2 separate regions of the Mus musculus genome follow, and region 1 is linked to region 2. Evidence: chromatin contacts called from public Hi-C data. All regions are on one chromosome and are shown on one strand. Each heading gives the region's core, a stretch centred on a gene start, on an enhancer-like site or on the middle of the called end of the contact. The rest is flanking DNA. Distances are from core to core; before and after follow the strand shown. Region 1 has its middle 450 kb from the start of Gm25020. Region 2 has its middle 410 kb from the start of Gm31711.

Region 1 (4,592 bases), core at 1,949-4,448, 91 kb after region 2:
AGAAATGGCTACTTCTCTGAGAACTAGGGTCCATTTGTACTTCAAAAGTTGGCAGACTCATATTTTTCAATAGAGGATGTGGTGGCTGAGTCCTTGAGTGTATTTGATGTGTGTCCCAGAGGTATGGTGCAACATATGGAAATACATGGGTTTTAACCAACTTTTAGTCCAGAAATTCCTGGAGATGTCTTTCTAAGAATTTACAGAAACAGTGGCAGAAATATCTGGAAAGGGTAAGTTGATTATCAGCACAGACACTTTTATTCCATGCTCATTTGATATTAAAGGAAACCCAGGTTTCTTACTGGTTCCACTTGAAGGAGCACTGGATACATGGCACACGCCTTTAGTTACTATCTACCAAGTTAAATTGGAGATGCTCACTCAGAGTTGAAGGAAGACAAGGCTACATCAAGGAATGTGGAGAAAAGTCAAAAACACATATATAACACATGTGTGAAAACCAGGACTAGTAGAAGGGACCAGGAAAAGTCAGAGCGATTCCAAGAGGCACTTTCCATGCCCATTAAAGCAACCATTTAAGAAAGTATTTCTCAGAGCCTTAGACTTTCCTTGGGCTCCTAGGAAGAGATGAGCTTAGGAAGGGGGAGAGCAACGTGGCTCCAGAGACAGATCTTGCCCCCACCCCTTTTCTAAGCAGCCCGAGTCACAGCTCTAGCTTTAAATTGGAAATGCAATTAAGGGTTTAAATTAAGCCACACTAAGTTTTAATTACCAAATGTGACCAGGAAGTTATGGAATACACCCAAGATTTTGTTAAGGGAAGAGAAAACAGAGAATTCTACATAGCACAATTCAGCACACTGGTTGCTCTTAAAAATATAGAACACTATGTCTATTTTCCTCAGATTTTAGTTGTAATTCTTTCAAGATTCCATTGTCATACAAGTTTTTACTTAAAGTGAATTCCATGCTGTCATGTTCAAATAATTTAAGAATATTAATTCCCCCTTTCCACCTTAACTTTTTGCATATTTCTAGTGTTGCATAATGGTTTCGCTCATTGATCACTACACATTAAATCTTTCACCAAAAGTTCAAAGTCAAATGTTTGGTCTTTTGCAAGAGAATCTTTCTGGCACTGGACAATATGCCTCTAAAATGAGGAAATTAGAAAATTTGCCAAAGCATTGCATCTAGTTTCCGAGGTGTCATCCTATACATTCTGTCAGTGAGAGCCATACTCTCCATCCGAGAGAGGAACTTGATGTCTTCCTTTCTGACTCTAAACCTGTATCAACTTTCATTTATACATGGCCACTCTTGTGTATAACTTTATTCTAGATTAAGGTCTTTCCCAAGTGCAAAATCCCTTTGGAAAACCCTGTTAAATGATAGCAATCTAAATGGTTCAGCCAGAATCACTCAGACTTATCAGCAATGTAACAATAAGTCAGGACAATATGCTGTCTGAACAATGTGATCCACTCATTATTCTCCTGTGATGGTTTTCATGCCAACCTTCATTTTATCAGCCACAAAGAAATAAAATGTGTTTTAAACTAAACTAATATTTGTTTCTTCTCATTAGTTTTAAAATTAATTTGAATCTGTAAGCCTAATACCTTTTGATATCAGTAAAATGTACTTCTTTCTGGAGATCCCACAGGGCCCCTCTTCTCTAGGTTTATGACTACTGCATATCTGACTAATAAATATATATGTTATCACAGAGGTATTTGCTTCAGTAGATAATCATGTAACTTTCAGAAATAATTTCACAATCTTAAAGTAGTTACTCTTCAATAAGGCAACTATTCAGTCAATAAATGCCATTCTGTGTGATCACCAGGGTGGCTGCCAAGTGAGGTGACCTTAAAAAGTGGAGGAGAACTAAAGGAAGAGAGGGTGGGTATCCAGAATAAAACCAAACATTTTACAACAGGAGGCTCTCAGGGAGACTGGCTAGGTTCCATAGAAGCCCATTCATATCTGGAAGTCTTTATCATTGTTTTAAGGCTGGAAATCAATGACTACTATCCTCTTGAGAGTCTGAAACCTGAAACAAGAATATTTCTCTAAGCACCTTTGCAAATGTACTTAATTTTCCGTGAGAACTCACTGTCTTGAACTGGCTCCTGGAATTCAAGGCAAGGGTAGGAAGTCGAATCCAATAAATGAATAACTTTCAGGAACTTCAAACTTGATTATTTCTGATGGCTCTTCCTTGTTTAAAAAAAAAAACAAAAAAACAAAAAAAAACAAAAAAACAAAAAACAAAAAACAGGTAGGGTAGTTTGCACTTAGGTAACTCTTTGAAAGAGGAGACCAAGAGCATACAGCCTGTGTACGCTGATGAGCCTCATTCTATATCTTGTTGGCTCAGAGTGCCTTTGTTTGGAATCTTGCCCCTGGTCGAGGGTCAGCTAACTAAAGAGGGAATGAGATTCAAATTCTTTAATTAGTTTCTCAGTGATTCTCTACAGTTGGCAATGAAGGAAATACTTTCTGGGAGATCAGGTTCTTACCCTGAAAGTTTGGATACTTGAAAGACCAAGATCATTTTCAGCCCATTGTTCTAGCCTGCCTCTGAACTGGGTTTTCTGCTAAAGTCTTTGGAGCCAAATTTTTATTTCATCCTCACAACCATGGCTCAGAGGCACCAATAAGCATGCCTCATGAATGCACAAAGGCCTGTCATCTTACCAGCACTTAACATAGTACATTCGTGGAGCTACTTGAAAGGCAAACAGGTTTTGTTTGTGAATATTGTGAATGAACATTGCAATAGACTGTACACATATCTTGGCATGTTCAGAGGTCAAGTCCTCCAAAAATTTTCCCCCAGAGTGAGGGCAGCTCACCAACTATGCTGAAGCTTTCTTAGAAGTCGGTACTGTGAGTAGGGGAGGATTCAGACAAGCATCTTTGGAATGACCACGCCCTATCCTAACAATAGGTGCTAATTTCCACTGTCCATGTTGTCCCTTTAAACGCTGACCATTTAGCCTGGCACAAAGGCAGCATACAGAAAGACATGACTCCATTGATATAGTTGTATGCTAAGTAAAACATTCTTCCAAAGGCACAGAACACGTGACTCCAGTGCCATCTTCCGAGTAGGACACTGCATACTTGAACAAAAGCCACAAAGAAGTGATCATGCCTTTCCAGCTTATGCAGCAGCTGGAATGTATCTGACAGGGACCCCACCCTGGCCTTGTTAGTGAGTCATGGTCCTTCCTCCTTGGGGAGGACTTGCCCGGCTTCCTGATAGAGGAGAAGGCCATATATGGAGACATCTCTTCTCTTGCCTCTGGGTGGAGAAATGGAACAGAAAGAAAGTTCAAATCTTGTATTGATGTCTACTCTTACAAAAATATTCTTTTGAGCAGTTTGACTTTCCTGTATAAAGCCATATTAAACACACTTCACTTCAGACATTTAGTTGAAAGAAAAACATCTGCTTTCTGAGGGTTATTAAAGTTCTACCTTCAGCCTTCCAAGTCTGGGGAAAGACAACTTTGGGAGGAAACAGTCTCTGATTTGGTGCATCAAATGGCTCTCAGAGTAAAGGTTGGATACACACCGTGTTCACCCAAAATAGGAAGCCAACATTAAGGAGGAAATCAAGAGTAGAGAAAACATGTAAAACTGATTTTTTTTTTTACACTCTTGGGAAAGGCTCTTTAGTCTTTTTTGCATTACTGGAAACATGTCTCTCCCATGAGACTCCAAAGTGATGTCCACTCTATCATGACCAGCATGTAATCAGTTCTAAGTTCTGTGAACCACCTGCTATCTCATGAGAGATTTCTCCAGCAGCCACTTGTTCGGCTGTGCTGAATACTGACATGGAACTGATGTCTTTACAATATGCTAATGCTGCATGTGCATATCTTGCAGAGTGTTAAACAGTACAGCAGTTTATTAATGCTGTTATTTGCCTCTTTTTTCAACACTGTGTGCATGCTCTGCAATGGTCAGAAGGACGGGGATTGCAGCTTAGTCATGTCCAGGCCCCACTCTTCCCCTGCATTCTCCTTATCCCCGTGCTGTGTACTTGCTGAGCACTGCAGTATTGATGACTTGGTTCATGAGGCCCTGTTGCACATGTCCACACGGGAGGCTGGCCTTTTGGCTGCGATGATGATTCCCCAGTGCCCTAATTCTGAAGCAGTGTTTGAAGTTTTCGGCTGCGTCTTTTAAGTTATTACTTCTGCCCACCCTGCCTAGGACGACTCGAAAAATAACAAATAACAACAATAAGCCTGCCTTAACACTGCCAAAAGAAACTGCCTGGGACTTTTCAGAAGCCACATTCAATTTATGAATAAATGAAATAGATCTTCTCGACCAACCATGACAATAAGCACTGGCCTACATATTCAGGGCCTGAAAGAAGTCGAGGCAATGGGCCTAATGAGAAGCAGTCAGCGAATCTAATGAGAATCAGACAGAAGGCCTAATGAGACATTTAACATGCTCTGCCTCTCCCCTCCTCTTTTGTTCAGTTTTCATGGGAATCTGTGTTTGGGGAGCTCAGTTGCACTGGCTACAAGCAGATACATATGGCTTCAGTGGGGGATCCAGGAAGCAAGAGAAAGACTAAAGATACCCGAGTATGGGCG
Region 2 (4,393 bases), core at 1,581-4,080:
ATTTTTGTACTTTCTGAATTTGGCTTTTGATATCTCTACCAGTCACTGCTGAATATCACTCATGCAGTCAGTAACTTTTACTTGGCCTTACTCAGTAAATGACTTCTATACTATATTAAAGGAGGGAAAGTGGACATGTATACAGGCATAGACTCTGACCCTATTTTCTTCCTTGACATGTGTCAGATATTGCTTGCCTGAAGATACAAGAAGTTTGGAAAAATACCTACAGACTTTGGTGATTTCCCATTCATCTTACTTATATGTGAAAACTAGTCATTTTCTTACCATGAGTTTCTGAGTGGAATAAGTGTCGATGGCATAAATACAATCTTACTATAGCAATATATTCCTAAGTAGGAAATTGCCAACTAACAAGCTTCATCAAAAATAAGCCTCACACTACTTTTATATTTGGTCTTGTTTCCTAGAACATAAAATAGTCCTTCAGAAAGGTCAATAAACTACCACCCGAGAAAAATAACTAGGGACATGAAACTCAAGCATACCAGTGGGAAGGAAATAACATTTTATCCCATCTCCAATCAACAACATTTGATCCATTTATCAAAATGTGCACAGAATCTACAAAGAAATTAGCGAAAGACCAGTATCTTCACACCTTCTTCAAATAAAAGTCATAATCAGATCACAATATGCAAGAAGGAGTTATGGTCTTTGAAAAGAATTCCAGGTCTCTGACATGTCAGTGAGTCATTCCCAAGTTTTAGAGGATATGTTGGGTGGTAGGACAGAGTGGGTTGCTGCTATCTACTCTGTTTTCAAGTATGGAGCCATATGGACAGCTCAAGTTTGCTCATGGAATGTGGGCTTAGCTTGGATCTGAGGCTTATTCATGTCTCAGAAAGTTTGCTGTGGTCTGTGGCAGGACAGAGACTAGAGTACTGCATTAAGAAGTAATTATTTTTTTTTGCCTTTTTTATTAGATATTTTCTTTATTTACATTTCAAATGCTATCCCGAAAGTTCCCTATACCCTCCCCCTTCCCTGCTCCCCTACCCACCCACTCCCACTTCTTGGCCCTGGCGTTCCCCTGTACTGGGGCATATAAAGTTGCAAGACCAAGGGGCCTCTCCTCCCAATGATGGGCAACTAGGCCATCTTCTGCTACATATGCAGCTAGAGACATGAGCTCCGGGGGTACTGGTTAGTTCATATTGTTGCATGGGGGAGGGGTTCCTTTCCCCTGGATTATATAAAAGAATAGAATCTAGAGCTATTTAAATCTACCTCAAGAGAGAGGGTATTCAGAAGAAAGGGAATCCATCAGAAGAAACTGGACATGGAAAAGACCATCTGAGAACAGTAAGTGGGAACGGGCCAGCTGGCTATAGCACACTAGTGAAATAAAAACTTGGGGAGAAGGAGAGAAGCTAAACATACCTCTTGCCAGATGGTGGGTGCCTTCCCAAAATAGGCTTTGACTAAGAAGGAGTGGAGTAATCTACCCTTGAAATGAAAATTTAAATGACATATATTGTCTGCTTTTGGACATACTACTTTATCAATTGACAGGTTTCCATTTTAACTTGTTCTTAGAGCTGTCTATCTGTTTGAGTAGTAAAGTGTTGATAATCAGAAAAGTCTACTAACACTCTATATCCTGAAAAGGAAGGAGACAAAACAAAGTGGGTTTTGTCTACATTTTGTGTTTTGTCTCATTTTTTGGACATAATTTTCACATGCTGATTTTCATTTGGATTACTGAATTTATTTCAATGATACTTTATCAAATACTTACTATACACATTGTTATAAATGGATGAATACAGTAGATAATTTAGAATCATAAAACTTTGCTTTGGATGCCAGCTTTCCTTTATTTAACTTTTAATTTTATACCAAAAGACTAAACTTCTATGAATTTAGTAGTTTTCATGTTGTTTGAGAACAACTCAAGATTCTTTGGAGTATTATATGTCAGCAACTCTGGTAACTATGTGTAGAGAGTACAATAAATGATTTCTTTGTTGGTATTTTTAAAGAGCTTTAAAGCACAAGACATGTGTTTGCACTGGGATATCATTTCATTGCAATTTTGAACAAGTTCTTTCTTGTCTTCAGAGGCATTACTTTTTAAATGCACCCAAGAGGCAGTCTGTGGGCTGGCCTCCACGGTCACACAAACACACACACGGAATAGCAGTAGTCATCAGTCATAGGAATACTGGTTAGCCACAATGACACACACCTCTAAAGCAGATACTCAAAATGAAAATTTAGAAAGTTATCTTTATAAATGGATGTCTTATAATAATGACTAGATGTTGAGCAGTGACCAAAATAGTCTGATCTTGCACCTTTTTGGCGTCCAAAGAATGTAGGCTCAGCACATTCCAAACCTCAAGTGGCTTTTTCCAGGCCGTCCAAAACCCTGTTTGGGTGAAAAACTACTTGTATTTTGGTGAAGGATTAGCCTTGAGTGTCTACTGATTTTCTTCCACATTTAAGAGCCTGGGGAATGACGTGGTAGACATTAAGATGACTAATACAGACTTTCTATGCTTATGGAACTAGACAGTGAACAGAGTAAATACAGCATGGATGATCACAGAAAAAAAAAAAAAAACAAAAACAAAAACAAAAAAAACAAAAAAAAAAAACAAAAAAAAAAAACCCCAGGTATTAAACTCTAGCCCCCAGATAGGGATGGGAGGTGACAGGGGGCATAAAACAAAATGCCACAGAAGTTCTAAAAAGATCAGGCAATCCCAATTAAAACCAATCACCTCAGCCTTTCACCTCAGGCATTGTAATTACATGGTCTTCTGACCCCCTTCCCACCTCCATGTGCTGTGTGCTGTGGATGACATCATTCTTTGGCAGCATTCACAGCAAAGAAATGCTGGACTCTTTCTGACCTGACTGAATGCTTTGCAGATCTCAGGCCCATTTTTTTTTCACTCTTTGCCATCTCCACACACATTTTTTTTATCAAATTGTGACAAGAAACATAGACCACAATTTATGTACCTCATTAATTTCTTATAGACACCTGCAGTAATTTCCTTCCATTTATGTTCATTCAGACTTTTTCTGATTCCTCATCTTTTCCTTAAACTGTTTATTCTCAATCTGTGCTGGAGACTAGGGGAGTTATTTTCAAGTCATAATGTAGCTAGTTATATATAGTTTATAACTTCGAGAAGTTTAACCCCATCCTCATTATTTGACATTTCTTCACATGGAATTTAATTAACTAGTAATCAGGGTACATTTCCATTTGTATTTCCATAGCATCCTAAATTTCATCACTTGTCTTTTATGTAGAGAATTAATTCTGTACTTTCATCACCTTCCTACAAATGTCCTTTATTGGGTAAAAGTATTCAGAAGGAATCCAGTTTTAAATGCTTCTTTTCTTCCAAGCAATCATCCTCCATCTTTTTTCTCTATATTTAGAACAACTCAACAAAAATATAACTGTCTCCAAAGGCAGGAGACCATACCATGTATACTCAGTGGCAATGTACAGATCTCTCCTTAAATGTGCTTACAAACTTCAGGCACAATTCAAAGGATGGCCTGTAAATGCCATTTCCATAGAGCTCATCAACACCAATGTCTCCTCCCACACATGTTTTATGATGACCATCTTTTCAATAATATACTCCTCTAGTGGCCTTAACTTTGCAAGAAAAGTAAATGTAGTGATTGGAGTGGGCAAAGCTCTGACACTTCCTCTCTCTGTCCTCTCTCACCCACCTCCTGGCAGTGTTTCTCTTAGCTATACTCTGTGGCTTTCGTAACAGCATACCCCTTGAGATTTGTTGTCTTCTGTATTTTCCTCCTTAATTTCTATGTTGATTACTTTTCTTTACATGATTTCAATGATGGACTTTAAGGTTTAGACCTTAGCAATATTATATTTACATTTTCTTCGTGTGTGTGTGTGTGTGTGTGTGTGTGTGTGTGTATGTGCACGTGCACCTGCAGAGGTTAAAAAACAGTGTTAAATTCTCTAGAGCTGAAGTTATAGGACAATGGCTGCTACCTGGTGTGGGTGCTCAGAACTGAACTTGGTCCTTTGCCAGAGCAGCAAGTACTCCTAACTTTTGAGTACTCTCTCCAGTCCCCTTGTTTTCTATTAACAGTCTCTCTCTTCATAATTTCATCTGACATGATAACTTCAAACATTATCTGTAAGTGAATATCTTTTAAATTAATATTTGAATATGCAGATGTGTAACACCACATGTGAGCTGCTTCGATAAAACAAAAAAGGAGCTATTTATTACACATTGAAGCTCTAGAGAACAGACATGCTACACATAGATAGTTTTGACTTGTAAGTAATTTGATGTCCATTCCATTATTAAATAGAAGTCCGTGAAGAAACTATTTTCGGGGTGAGTAAAGGAAGTGAGGATGT

The links. Hi-C and Micro-C count contacts between places; a contact is called where the count stands out from the background.
Region 1: a Hi-C map of embryonic fibroblasts shows a contact between it and region 2, with 4 times the contacts expected there. The contact joins two enhancer-like sites. A contact is called at or near these places in 15 of 484 Hi-C or Micro-C datasets (the C2C12 cell line, adipose-derived mesenchymal stem cells, cerebral cortex and 10 more) and 1 of 115 datasets of contacts at active chromatin or transcription factors (fibro-adipogenic progenitors).

Annotation. Positions count from the first base shown.
Region 1 is chr13:16,758,468-16,763,059 of GRCm38.p6, forward strand. No RefSeq gene overlaps it. Among named protein-coding and RNA genes, the nearest start is that of Gm25020, 450 kb to the right of the region's middle. Within about 2 kb of position 3,199, at least 76 of the 459 cell types and tissues checked have an H3K27ac peak or open chromatin away from gene starts, as enhancers often do. A contact at or near this core is called in the C2C12 cell line, adipose-derived mesenchymal stem cells, embryonic fibroblasts and 4 more, where this site is marked.
Region 2 is chr13:16,668,096-16,672,488 of GRCm38.p6, forward strand. No RefSeq gene overlaps it. Among named protein-coding and RNA genes, the nearest start is that of Gm31711, 410 kb to the left of the region's middle. Within about 2 kb of position 2,831, at least 35 of the 459 cell types and tissues checked have an H3K27ac peak or open chromatin away from gene starts, as enhancers often do. A contact at or near this core is called in the C2C12 cell line, adipose-derived mesenchymal stem cells, embryonic fibroblasts and 4 more, where this site is marked.